2 separate regions of the Mus musculus genome follow, and region 1 is linked to region 2. The links are chromatin contacts, called in public ChIA-PET maps. All regions are on one chromosome and are shown on one strand. Each heading gives the region's core, a stretch centred on a gene start, on an enhancer-like site or on the middle of the called end of the contact. The rest is flanking DNA. Distances are from core to core; before and after follow the strand shown.

Region 1 (5,591 bases), core at 129-2,628, 210 kb before region 2:
AGCGGTGACTGGCCAAGGGCTGGATTGTCTACGGAGGCTTCTGAAACTCTAGAGGGACAGCCTGTCTACCAGGACAGCAAAGATGAGTTGCATGTCCCCTTTGCCAGAACTGTAAGGCCAGTGCTGCCATCACCAGCAGGGTGGCCACCGGAGAGTCACTCCGTTACTGTTTTCCTTCGTTTGGACAATAGGAGCGAGACCTGGGGGGGCCCAGAGGACTTAGTGGAGGGCACATGTTAATACGGACAAACCCCTTACAACGCTGTGCCGTCAGCATTCACGTAAAGGCAGGTATGTAAAGTGCCAAGACCCGGGGGCAGCAACCACCAGAAGCCGCAACCATCCTGAACTGGTACACACTTTAATCTAGAGACCAAAACTCAAACATTCAAAGCGTTTGAAGACATTCTCCGCTGTTACAAAACCATGACTTCCTGTTTTACATACAAGATTTTGAAAAACCAGGGAAGTCCTGTTTTGTTTTGTTTTGTTTTGTTTTTCCCTTTTCTTTTTTTGCTTTCTTATCCCCACCAAGTCTCAGGCCCTTGGCTGAGATGGGGGCAGGTACCATAGTTCTCAAGCCCCGTAATTAAACAGGAAGCCACCAATGGTCAACACCACTCCATTGAGATTCACTGGAGCTTCACCAATACAAATTACTTCCCACCAGTCCTTTCAAGCAATTATCACTTTTAAAGGCTGGAGGGGGAGGGGTGTGAAAGGGAAAGTAATGAGGATTCCCAAGGACAAGGTTCTCCCTTTCCAAAACTTCTCCTCAGCTTGCTGGCAGCTCCTACTGAGGCGGAGAAGAAGAGAAGGATGTAGCTCTAACCAGTTGTCCAGGTAGAAAATTAACAACTGCCAAACAATACTTTGTGTTGTGTGTGTGTGTGTGCCTGTGTATGTGTGCATGTGTGAGTGTGTAAATGTGTGTGCATGTGGATCTGAGTATATGTGTGAGTGTGAGTATGTGTTATGTATGAGTGAATGTGTTTGTGTGTGTATGTCTGTTGTTGATCCTAGGTAGTACAGAGATGGAAACTGCTCAGCATCGAAGTCCTTACCTCTGAGCACTTTCACTTTCTAAAAGTAATGCCTCAAGTGAGTTTATTCTGATTCCTCTGAAGCTGAAGTCTCCTTTAAGTACCATATATACTCCAGGCACTCACAGTCTCCACAATGGAACAGCGTTGGTTTGCCGCCTATGGTACAACTGCCTGTCTGTTCCTAAAAGACTGCTAAAAAGGATAATTGTCTTCGAGATGGAACTTGTGTCGAAAGGAACGACACAAATGCCATTTCCTCAACCTCCTGATTCAGTGCTCAGCCTTTGGCAACTGTCACCGGCGGCACCCCCTGCAGGGGCCTTGCTGCAGACCTTGTGTGACTGGCTTCCTCTGGAACCCTTGCCTACCAGCTTAAACTCTGCTTCTTCAGCTGTAAAAGGAGACGATTGTGTGTCGGTTACTGCAGGAAGTACTAGAGACAATAAACTCGTAAGCCAGGTTTAGTGGTTCACGCCATTAATCCTAGCACTTGGGAGCAGAGACAGGTGGGATTCTGTGAGTTCAAGGCCAGCCTGGTCATCATAGTGAGTTTCAGGTCAGTTGGTGCTATTGAGTGAGGCTGTTTCTAAATAAGCAAGCGCATAAATAAAGCAATAAATGCAAAAAACAGAATACTTATAACATTCACAACCCTTAGTCGCTGCTCGGTAACGACACGGCTATCTGCACCGGTGAGTTTTTACTGTCAACTCGACACAAACTATAGTCACCCGGGAAGATGGGATCTCAATCAAGGTTCTCAATCAAGAAATTGCTTCCATCAGATTGGCTGTGGGCGTGTCTCTGTCTCCTGGAGCATTTTCTTGATTAGTGATTGAAGTGGGAAGGCCCAGTCCATTGTGGGTGGTGCCATCCCCTTTGCAAGTGGTAGTCCTGTGTTGCATAAGAAAGCCAACTGAGCAAACCATGGAGAGCAAGCCAGCAGTGTTCCCTCATGGTTTCTGTTTTTGTTTCTTCCTTGAGCTCCCAGCTCCCTTCAATAATGGACCCTATCTGGTAAAAATATAATATAAACCCTTTCCTCCCTGAGCTGGATTTAGTCAATGTTTTATCCCAGCCACAGGAACAAGTCAGGACAATCCTTTGTATTACTGACCACTTGGATGGGTGCTACCATCAGAGCATCTTTGAGATTTGTCCAGACTCTGGGTAGCAATTTGCTTTATGTTGTTTCAATGAATTTGAAAGGCGATCAGCTTCATGAGAAAGATAGTACTTCTTCATGGAGAAAGATGGCCCTAACAACCAGGTCAAATTAGGACCAGCAGCCTTCCTGAGGTACTTTAGAATCTAAGAGATAATCAACTCCCCTCCCACACCCCCAAAGGGACCAGCAGAACTTGAGAACCAGAAGTGACAGTGACCTGAGCCAAGCCCTATAAAAGTCAACGAGGAACCTTCTGAGATGTGTCAGGTCAATGAGATATCAATGAGATATCCACCTCTGCCTTCAGTTCCCCCATTTTCCTCCTGAATGTGTCTAAAGCTGTGTAATTCCTAACGGTTTACACACATTTATCTTGCTTCCCACAGGCTGGTATTTGAGAACAACAATTGCTGCTTGCTGAGTATTTCAGAGACTCGGCCATAGACGACTCAGGTGGCTTAGTCACAGAGCATCAAGCAGGCCAGCTGCAGTCTTGGGGGACAGGGGATGGAGGGGAAAGCAAGAGGTGGCTGGTTCACCCCTTCCTCTGTTCCCAGAGACTCAGCCCCAACTGTTCTCTGTTCTTGACTAACAGCTGGGAGAAGGGAGAAAGGATGCAGGGAGGACCATGGGGCAAGCAAGCAAGATGCAGCTGGCATTCAAGAAAGATACTGCCGGACAAGAAAAGTATAAAGTGGGCTTAGGCCTGGTGCCTCACCGAGTTTTCAAATCACATTAATCTGTGCTCTGGTGTTTTGATAGAGACAGATGGGACCCATGTGGCGATGGCAAGAGGTGTGGCTACTGGGGAGGAAAGCCACACGGGCCCCAGCGTGACAAGCCTGTACACAAAGAAAATGGATTGGCGAGGGAGTGAGGGGCAAAGCCAGGGCGCCCATCCTGCCACAACCACACAGCCTGCAGGCAGGCTCACCCCAAACATCCTGTTTTGCCACACAATGCAGGCACCCCAAACCCAAGACTGCTTCCAGGGCTGACAAAATACCAAACATCCTCTAGTACGCTCTTGAGAACTTTCTGGTACTTTTTCAAAGGGTCAAACAAGGTGACTGTGACCCTGTGGGCAGAGAAGGGCAGGGCAGGGTCAGGGTGGGGGCAAGAGGCTGGTGGGGGCAGGAAGCTCTGCACAATGACACATGAACCCGAATGTCACCAGGCATTCACCAGGAACAATCACAGAGTCAAACCCAGAAAGATCCAAGTCCATTTCTGTTCTATTTTCAGCTCTCAAAATCTAGCTCTGGACCCTAAACTCATTTTTAACAAAGTAAAATAAAATTCCCACTCTGAAGACTAAGAATGAAAGACAGCATGCAAGTTAAAAGCAATCTGAGGTTCTCTTTTTCTCTCTTAGTAGAAAATAAGGGGAGAACCTGGCAGCAGAGGTGGCTTTGGGGCCTGGATTGGGACCTGAAGAGCTAAGCGGACAGGGGGACCAGGAGAGACCCAGCTGACAGAACCCAGGATGAGTAAAAGGGCCCAAAGAGGCCATGTCCACTTTATATAGCACATTTGAGCTTAGTGTCCTGACTGAGCTCCACTATGGCTGCACATTAAATAAATAAATAAATAAATAAATAAATAAATAAATATCAAGCAGCAACAACAAAAACAAAAAACCTTCTAACTTGAACACACACACACACACAAAACCCCTCTAACTTGTACACTCCCTGCTGAGTTCCAGGAATCTTAGCTCAGTGAGCACTGTGGAGCTGTGGTAGACTCTGGGGAAAGAACAGCCTGGGGCTGAGCCCTCGGCTTTGCTTCGGGGCTGGGGGGTGGTGGCTGTGTTGCCCAAAGCTATGATCACCTCTCCTTGGCTCAGTTTCTGAAATGAGGCCAGCTGCCCTCGCCCCGCAGAGCTCTGTAGAGGAATCCTGAACCTAAGAACAGTGCTGGTTGGATTGCAAGCACCCGCAGGGCCTCGCAGGGAAGGGAGGGGTTACATACCAAAGCTCGGAGGCCGCGGAAGCCCCAAGGTGTGAGCCTGTGAGCACAGGTGCCCTCAGCGTGAGACAGCCCTGCACAACTCACAGGCTTGCATCCTCTTCTCTGAAGAAGTGAAAAGTCCCATGTGAGACAATCTGGTTTCTTTCTTTAAAACTGAAAACTCAGCTGTACCTTCTTAATTCGTGTAAAAACACACAGAAAATCCAAATGTAACTAAAGAAATCTTGGCGCTGTGCTGAGGACAAAACAGCTTCAATAGAGATAAACACCTTTTCTTGATCTGTTATAACTTCCTGTGTGCAATCAAATTAGCAAAACTGTGAGGTGGGGTAGGGCGCACCCTTGCAATCTCGGTCACGTGAGAGATGAAGGCTGCAGGACCCCTGCAAGACCTGACTTTGAGAACAGACAATGCAATCCTACTTTGTATTCTGAGGTTGTGTTATACCTATTTTCCTTTGACCATGTATTTTATCACCTTATTGATGGCCGCGATGTCTGACAGGCTATAAACTGCTTGTCAGCATCTTTCCAGTAAGATTTGATGAGCTTCTTTCCAAAGGACAACAGAAGCCTAGCATAGCTTTTTGATGGAGGCCCTCCAGGCTCAAGTTTCTCCTCAGCTCAGCTCTGCCCCAGTTTCTTCCTTTCCCTCAGAGCAGGAGCTGCCTGCCCTGAGGAGGTGAGGGAGGGCCAGCCAGCTCAGGGTCACTCCAGGCACTTCAGGAAGGCCTGACCCTTCTGGGGCTTTGATCTATGAACCTCTCGCAGAGCTCTAAGTGGTGAGAGGAGGGAAGCGACACAGACAACAGCAGGAGAACAGGGAGGAAGACCGCAGCAGTGTGAAGGACCCTTCTCTGCACAGCCACAAAAGGTCCAGGGAGGTTGATTCAGGCTGACTGGAAATGGCCAGCAAACCCCGGGGCAGCGGGGTGGTGGCTGAAGGCAGGGAGGAAAACTAACCTACCAACTCCCCATTTTAGAGATCAGGGCACCAAGGTTTGGGAAGACAGCAAGAGCTAAGGAGCACTTGTGAAACACAACTTCCTACTAGCGTTCATATCAGCAGATGGTAAGACCTACAATTTCTGCCATTTGGGGGACCAGGAGCCAGGCACTATTCAACAAATGTGTAATCCTCGTTGACAGCCCTTCTCAGTGTTTTAGGGAGGGGGAATACCGAGCCTTGCAAAAATGAAACAGGTTGTCTGAGACCATCATGGCTAGAGACAAGTAGGAATTAGGACCCATTTGAGACTCGCGGGAGAAGCCCATGCTCTGATCAAGCACAAGTTATTTTTACTAGATAAACTCAGCAGCCTTGACTGCAGATTTCGGTGACAGAGAGTCATCATTTCACAGCGCCTCAGGCTTCTGTCTGCTCAGGAGTGGCATCAGAATAC
Region 2 (6,107 bases), core at 1,334-3,833:
TGTGCTGGTCATCATGTCATCAAACTTCCATGACTTATCCAGAAAGGAAGGGACATGGAGAGCTGGCCAGAGAAGAGACGAGCTGGCCCTTCTTCCGCCTGTGTGGCCCGGCTTACCCTGCCGCCCCACGTTTGCTTTGGTGAGAGGGACAATACACAAGTGAAAAACACTGAAAATCTGGCTTCACTCGGGTAAACAGAGGCAACATTAGTGCAAAATGATAGTTCCCATAAAATAGAAGACGGTGTGCCACACTTAAACATGTTGGCCTTTGATTGCTAGACTGTTTAAACTTGGAACACTAACTGAAAATATAGTGCTTTTATTTGAAAATGTCAATAGTTTGTATTTTGAAGGCTGATTTCAGAAACCCCAGTGCAATGGACAAATCATAGTGATCCTGTGAATGATTATAAAAAGATGGAAAACAAGAAAACGCTCTCAACCAAAAACAAAACAAAACAAAACAAAAACAAAAACAACAACAACCAGCCGGGCGTGGTGGCACATGCCTTTAATCCCAGCACTCGGGAGGCAGAGGCAGGCGGATTTCTGAGTTCAAGGCCAGCCTGGTCTACAGAGTGAGTTCCAGGACAGCCAGGGCTACACAGAGAAACCCTGTCTCGAAAAACCAAAAAAGAAAAAAAGAAAAGAAAAAAGAAAAGAAAACGCTCTCTCTGCTTCGGTTAGAAATAGCCCACTGATAGGGCTAGAGAGATGGCTTAGCAGTCAAGGACGACTTCTGCTCTTGCTGAAGACCTGGGTTCATTCTCAGTGCCAACATCAGGTGGCTCACAGCCAACTGTAAATCTAGATCCAGGGGATCCTGCACCCTCCGATCTCCATGGACACCTGCTGTACATGGTACACATAAACTCACACCAGGGTACACATAAAAAAAATCCTTCACTATTTGATCCCATGAAACTTACCCTGTAGAAATGGGTGCAGCTGTTAAACAATAGACTTCACCATTGTTAAACTATAACTATAGAATCTAAATATTAGTAACACAGGTACGTTAAATTATAGCTATAATCTTGGCAGTCAGGAACCCAGGAGACTGAGACAAAGGGATCCTTGCACGTTCTAGGAACACCCCCTGCCTCAGTTCATTCCATGGCTGGGCAGAAGCAGCCCAGGGTTATCCTATGCTAACATTCAATGCTAGAAAAATTGTTCTAATAATGAAGGAAGGATGTGTCATTAAGAATTGTAAGATTAAACCTAACATGTTCATGAGCTAGCTACACAGTGAGAGAGTGATGAGAACCACTTTGGTTGTCTCTGTCCACAGGACATCCACTAACATTTCTTCTGGAGCTAGCCTACAGGTGGTAGTTGTGTTTACAAGGGAGGGGAGTCCAGGTGTCTTGGCCCTGTGTCTGCCCTACGCTGTGACAGCTGAGTGGAGGATGTGGTTTTGTCGGGCCCACTGTAGAGGCGTATTATTGTGTGCAAGGTGTAATTGGGTATTGCTTCCTGCCTTCAAAGCCCAATCTTTACAGTTTCTCACCAGGCAACAGATCGGGGAATTGAGCAAGGACAGTAAAGAATGAACACAGCAGACTGTGTGTGACAGTAGACCAGAGCATATGGCAACACATATGCTTGGAACACACCAGAAAACGCAACATGCCCTGAGTCATAATCTCCTTGCTTCTGTCCGGTTGTACCTGATGGATGTTAACCTGCTTGGCGGTTCTCTTTATCAAAGGATGCGGTTTCCATGGGACCGTGGGAAGAGCAATCTCTCTGCTCTCACACTGGCTGAAAGGGAGCAGTGTTAGGATGAGAGAGGAGTCAGTCAGTACCTAGAAGGGTCCCTGTACCCGTTGTTCCCGTCCCCTGCTCAGTCTTGCAGATTGTATATGTGTGTAGCTGGGAGGGTGGGGGTGGCTGGGGGGTGGGGTGAACTGACCTGCAGACATACCCTATCTTTTGCCTTTCTTTAGATCCTGCCGGGAAGGCTGTTTGGGGGGCCAGGGAATGGAGCCCAGCACGCAGTATGCTGTTATGCTAAGTCTTCGAGCCTTGCCTAGACTGGGGTAGAGTTGGAGTCAGGGCAATGGAAAGGTCTAGTTGCCAACTGCGCCCTCCTCCAAAGCGCTCCTGCTGACTCTCCCTGCTCAGTCACCCCTTTGTTGACTTCCTATATTTTCACTCAGATGTGGTTTAGTGTTTTCTTTCCAAGGCATATTTTGCATGGAAGAATGCTTTCAGTGAGCTGAGGCCCTAATTGCCAAATAATGGTTGCCAAAACATGTTATTTTGGCTCGAGATGGTACAGAGCAGGAGGCGGTTTCCCCTCCTGAAAAAGAAAGAAAGAAAGAAAGAAAGAAAGAAAGAAAGAAAGAAAGAAAGAAAGAAAGAAAGAAATCCTTCCTCAGCAGCCCAAAAGGCCATTTGCAAACTCGCGACATCCAGGCCTCTGCCATGCCACGGAGCTTCCTTGAGTGAGGGTGACCACCGTCTCCAGCCATTCCCAGCCTCCCCGAGTCTCTTCCGGTGTCTGAGGAGGGGCTGTCTCCCAGCCTGGCCTTTGGCTGTGGGCACTGGGCTGAAGGAAGCCGCCAGGACTTGTCTCCTCCCCAGCCCCGCCAAAGGCTGCCTGCTCCGCCACCCGGCGAGTGTTCCCACCCGGCGTGCTCTCCGAGCAAGCGAGCAAGCGAGCAAGCGAGCGAGCGAGCGGCTGCCAGCTAACTGCAAACACCAGCCGCCCAGCAAGCACGGGGATTCCAAATAGAGACAAATCTGGGGCCCCAGGGGGAAGCTGGATGGAACTGATCAGTATGAGAGATATATCACTGCTAATTAAGTCCGGATCCCCTGGCTCCACTTGAAACAAACCAGGGAGGGATCAGGTTTTGAGAGCAGGTGCTGACTGGCTGCAAAACAGGAGTCCATCACTTGAGGAAAAGGTTTCTGCGTGCAGCCATGGGGGATGAAGTGGGGAGGGGTGGTGGTGGCGCACAACGGGACAGCGACCAGGAGCCCAAGGCTGTTCTGAGAAATGTCATTACGGGACAGAGAGCCACGAGAAGGGACTTTGTCTTAGGACATAAAGGAACTTGTGGAAAAACAACCCTTTAAAACCAAAATAACAACAACAAAACAATAAAACCTACTGCTGTAAGCAAGAACTCCGTGCCTGCCTCATTTTTTGTTTTCTGTTTTTTGTTTTTTTCCCTTTTGATAGCTGACTTACTTTCTTCTCTCGGATGGACAATGGAGTTAATTTAGAGGCGAGTAAACACTTTCCTGGCGACGCCAGAAGCAATTTCATTAGGGTCTGGACAATATGGGATTTGTTGCGACTCAGATGCTGGTCCAGTGTGGGCCCCAAAGCCACCCACCCACCCGGCTGCCTTCCCAGACTGCTGGAGAAAAACCTATTCTGAGTACCAGGAAGTAAATAAGCTTAACAGCATACACTTCAGGGAAGGAAGTGTGACAGTTGTCTTCATGAAGAGGAAATATGTTTATAAGGATCTAGACAGCATACACTGTGTTTTTGTTTGTTTGTTTTGTTTTGTTTTTTTTGTTTTTTTAATCTGGAACGTTTCCTTCACACTTGAAATTATTGTTCTCTTTTACAGTCAACCTGGATTGTCAGTGTTCTCATCTGAGGACTCTGCCAATCAATCCACAATGATTCTATGAAGTAAGTGTGGCTTGAAAAGGTTACGGTGACCAGAGATTTGAATGTCTACAGAGCCCATCTCTTACTGCCACAATGTTCCTTTTCCTCTGAGCTCCAGACTGCCATAAAAATAAAGCTGCTTTTTAGATATCAAATACATTGAATGAATGAATGAATGAATCTTGTGATGTTAAAGATTAGTCTTGCTGTGACCTGAGAAATTCTTCTAATATATGCAAAGTCTAGTATTCTGCAGATCTCCTGTTTGGGGGACAATATTTGTATTGAGTTTAAAGACATCATTCTGAGGGTCTTCCTTTGATCTGTATGAGGAATGCTCTTAACGCTGGTAGCATTGGGCCACATTGGGCATATTTAGCTGAAGTTGCTAGCTGTGGCTCCAGGAATCATTATCAACACAATTTCCTTTTTCTTATGACATGTAATCTTTTCCCTCTCTTCACACCCTAGTCTTCCAACTATTCTTGCCATTGGGTACCTACTGCTTTTGCGTTCCGTCCCTAGACTCTGAGCACAGGTTTTCTCTGGGTTGTATTCTCTGCTTTTCATGCTATTTATTAGTTTTATAGCAATAGAGCTGAGCACTTCCTGTGTCTGTCTTAGGATCATAGACATCATCCAGCCCTAAACAGAGAAGAGCCTGGGTCCTTGTTCCCACACCAACTAACCTGAAAAGGAACCCAGAGGTGTTCACAAAGCTCGTGTGTACGAGAGCCATTGTCTCATGAATGGTTATGAAGAGAAAGATGCATCTGCCGCGGTGGTGCATACTGCTTTTCCTGAGAGCAGAAGGGGTGGGCACCGCGGTTGAAGCAGAGTTGGGAATGCTCAGGGGAGGGTTTCATGGCCTGGTTTAGCTCTAGTTGTCCCTGCTGGCCCCATCCCACTGTCCTTTTTGTCCTCCACAAGGCTCTCATCCTTGGTTGTGACTCCTGTTGCTCAATGAAGAAGCCCTGTGGTTTTAGTCAATGTGGTTTTGCCAGAAGGCTTTGCTAGTGGCTGGAACCCAAGCAAAGGGGAGAGCCTCAGCTAGCGCTGGATCTGTAAACGCCCCCTGAATCTGTCCGTTTCTGGAGTGTGGTTTTTGCTGGGTTCAATTGTCTTTTGGCCATGTGGATGCTTTGTTTTGTTTTGTTTTCAAGACAGGGTTTCTTTGTGTTGCCTTCTCTGTCCTGGAACTAGCTCTGTAGACCAGGCTGGTCTTGAACTCACAGAGATGCGCCCGACTCTGCCTCCCAAGAGCTGGGATTAAAAGATATGTTCAACCACTGCCCGGCCAGCCATATGGATTCTTGCAAAAAAGATTTCCTCTACTCTTTAGAGCTTTGACCTTTATAATCAGCCCAAGGAATGTGAGAGAGCTGCACATTTTACCAAACTGATGTAAGATTTGTTTAGAGCTTCAGGGGAAAAAATAGGAAAGAGGTACACATTGCGTTTTTACAAGAGGTCTATTCAACAGCACGGGATATGGTGACAACAGAACAGGATTGGGCGGGATGCGTGCCTGGGGTCTCAAGGGGCTAAACTCAAAGAAGAGAGCAAAAGGCTCTGCATAAATCCCTGCCACCCGCTCTGATAAGGGAGACTGTGGCCTTTAAGGTCAGTTATATATTCTTAAGGAGAAATGCCAGGGTCTTGTAAATGTTTGTGCCTGACAAGATCTTAAAATAGACTTGAGTGAGTGACCACATGGAGCAGGGGGGTAAGAGCTTCATACAGTTTTATTACCCTCCAATGGGCAAATATTTGCCTCATGAGACACACCCATTCTCTCCAGAATAGTCTATTGTAAACAACGGGCTCCCTTTTACAAGAGCTGGAATCTTTATGATGTTTGGGAACACTGAAAGCAAAGGCTAAACAGCTTATTCGAATCTTGTCTTTCCGCCAGGAAAGCTCACCAGTTGATTTTTTTCTCCCTCTTTCTTTTCACTGACTATGCCCAAGGCATGTTCTAGAAAACTAACATTGGCAAGAGTTCCCCGCGCCCTTCCCACTTTTATTTCTGGGGATGACAAAGGGAGAATATTTGAGAATTTCCCAGGTGGCTCTGATAAACCAGCCTCCTCCCTGGCTATTCTGCCTTCTGCTAGGAAGCAGCCAGGAGCCCCACTTCCTGGTCTGAGCTACTGCATAGAAAAAAGTGGGAGAACTCACTGGCGGGATTTAGCTCCACAGGATTTGTGCCTGACTGTTTGGAAGGCTTGCAGAAATGTCATGCATCTCTAGCTAAAAGTGCCTTACTTACGATTGCGTGTACATAGTCTTATTACTCCTAACTTGTGCAATTGTAAGGCCATCTGACATATTTAATTATCTCTCCTAGGTCAACAGAACTAAATACAGTAAAAGGGTGAGTTGGACAAAAAAAGCCTGAAGAAAAGATAATATATTTTTCCTAGATATGTGCATATATATGTCTGTATGTTGGCTATATTAG

The links. ChIA-PET counts read pairs in DNA pulled down with a chosen protein or histone mark.
Region 1: a contact with region 2 is called in an RNA polymerase II ChIA-PET map of memory CD8 T cells, with 1,081 read pairs. The contact joins two enhancer-like sites. A contact is called at or near these places in 2 of 484 Hi-C or Micro-C datasets (CD4 T cells and double positive thymocytes) and 5 of 115 datasets of contacts at active chromatin or transcription factors (double positive thymocytes, memory CD8 T cells, regulatory T cells and 2 more).

Annotation. Positions count from the first base shown.
Region 1 is chr3:131,155,173-131,160,763 of GRCm38.p6, reverse strand. The region is part of intron 3 of Lef1 (lymphoid enhancer binding factor 1); the gene reads right to left. Among named protein-coding and RNA genes, the nearest start is that of Lef1, 48 kb to the right of the region's middle. Within about 2 kb of position 1,378, at least 22 of the 459 cell types and tissues checked have an H3K27ac peak or open chromatin away from gene starts, as enhancers often do. A contact at or near this core is called in double positive thymocytes, memory CD8 T cells and regulatory T cells, where this site is marked.
Region 2 is chr3:130,942,792-130,948,898 of GRCm38.p6, reverse strand. No RefSeq gene overlaps it. Among named protein-coding and RNA genes, the nearest start is that of Gm36520, 94 kb to the right of the region's middle. Within about 2 kb of position 2,583, at least 180 of the 459 cell types and tissues checked have an H3K27ac peak or open chromatin away from gene starts, as enhancers often do. A contact at or near this core is called in double positive thymocytes, memory CD8 T cells and regulatory T cells, where this site is marked.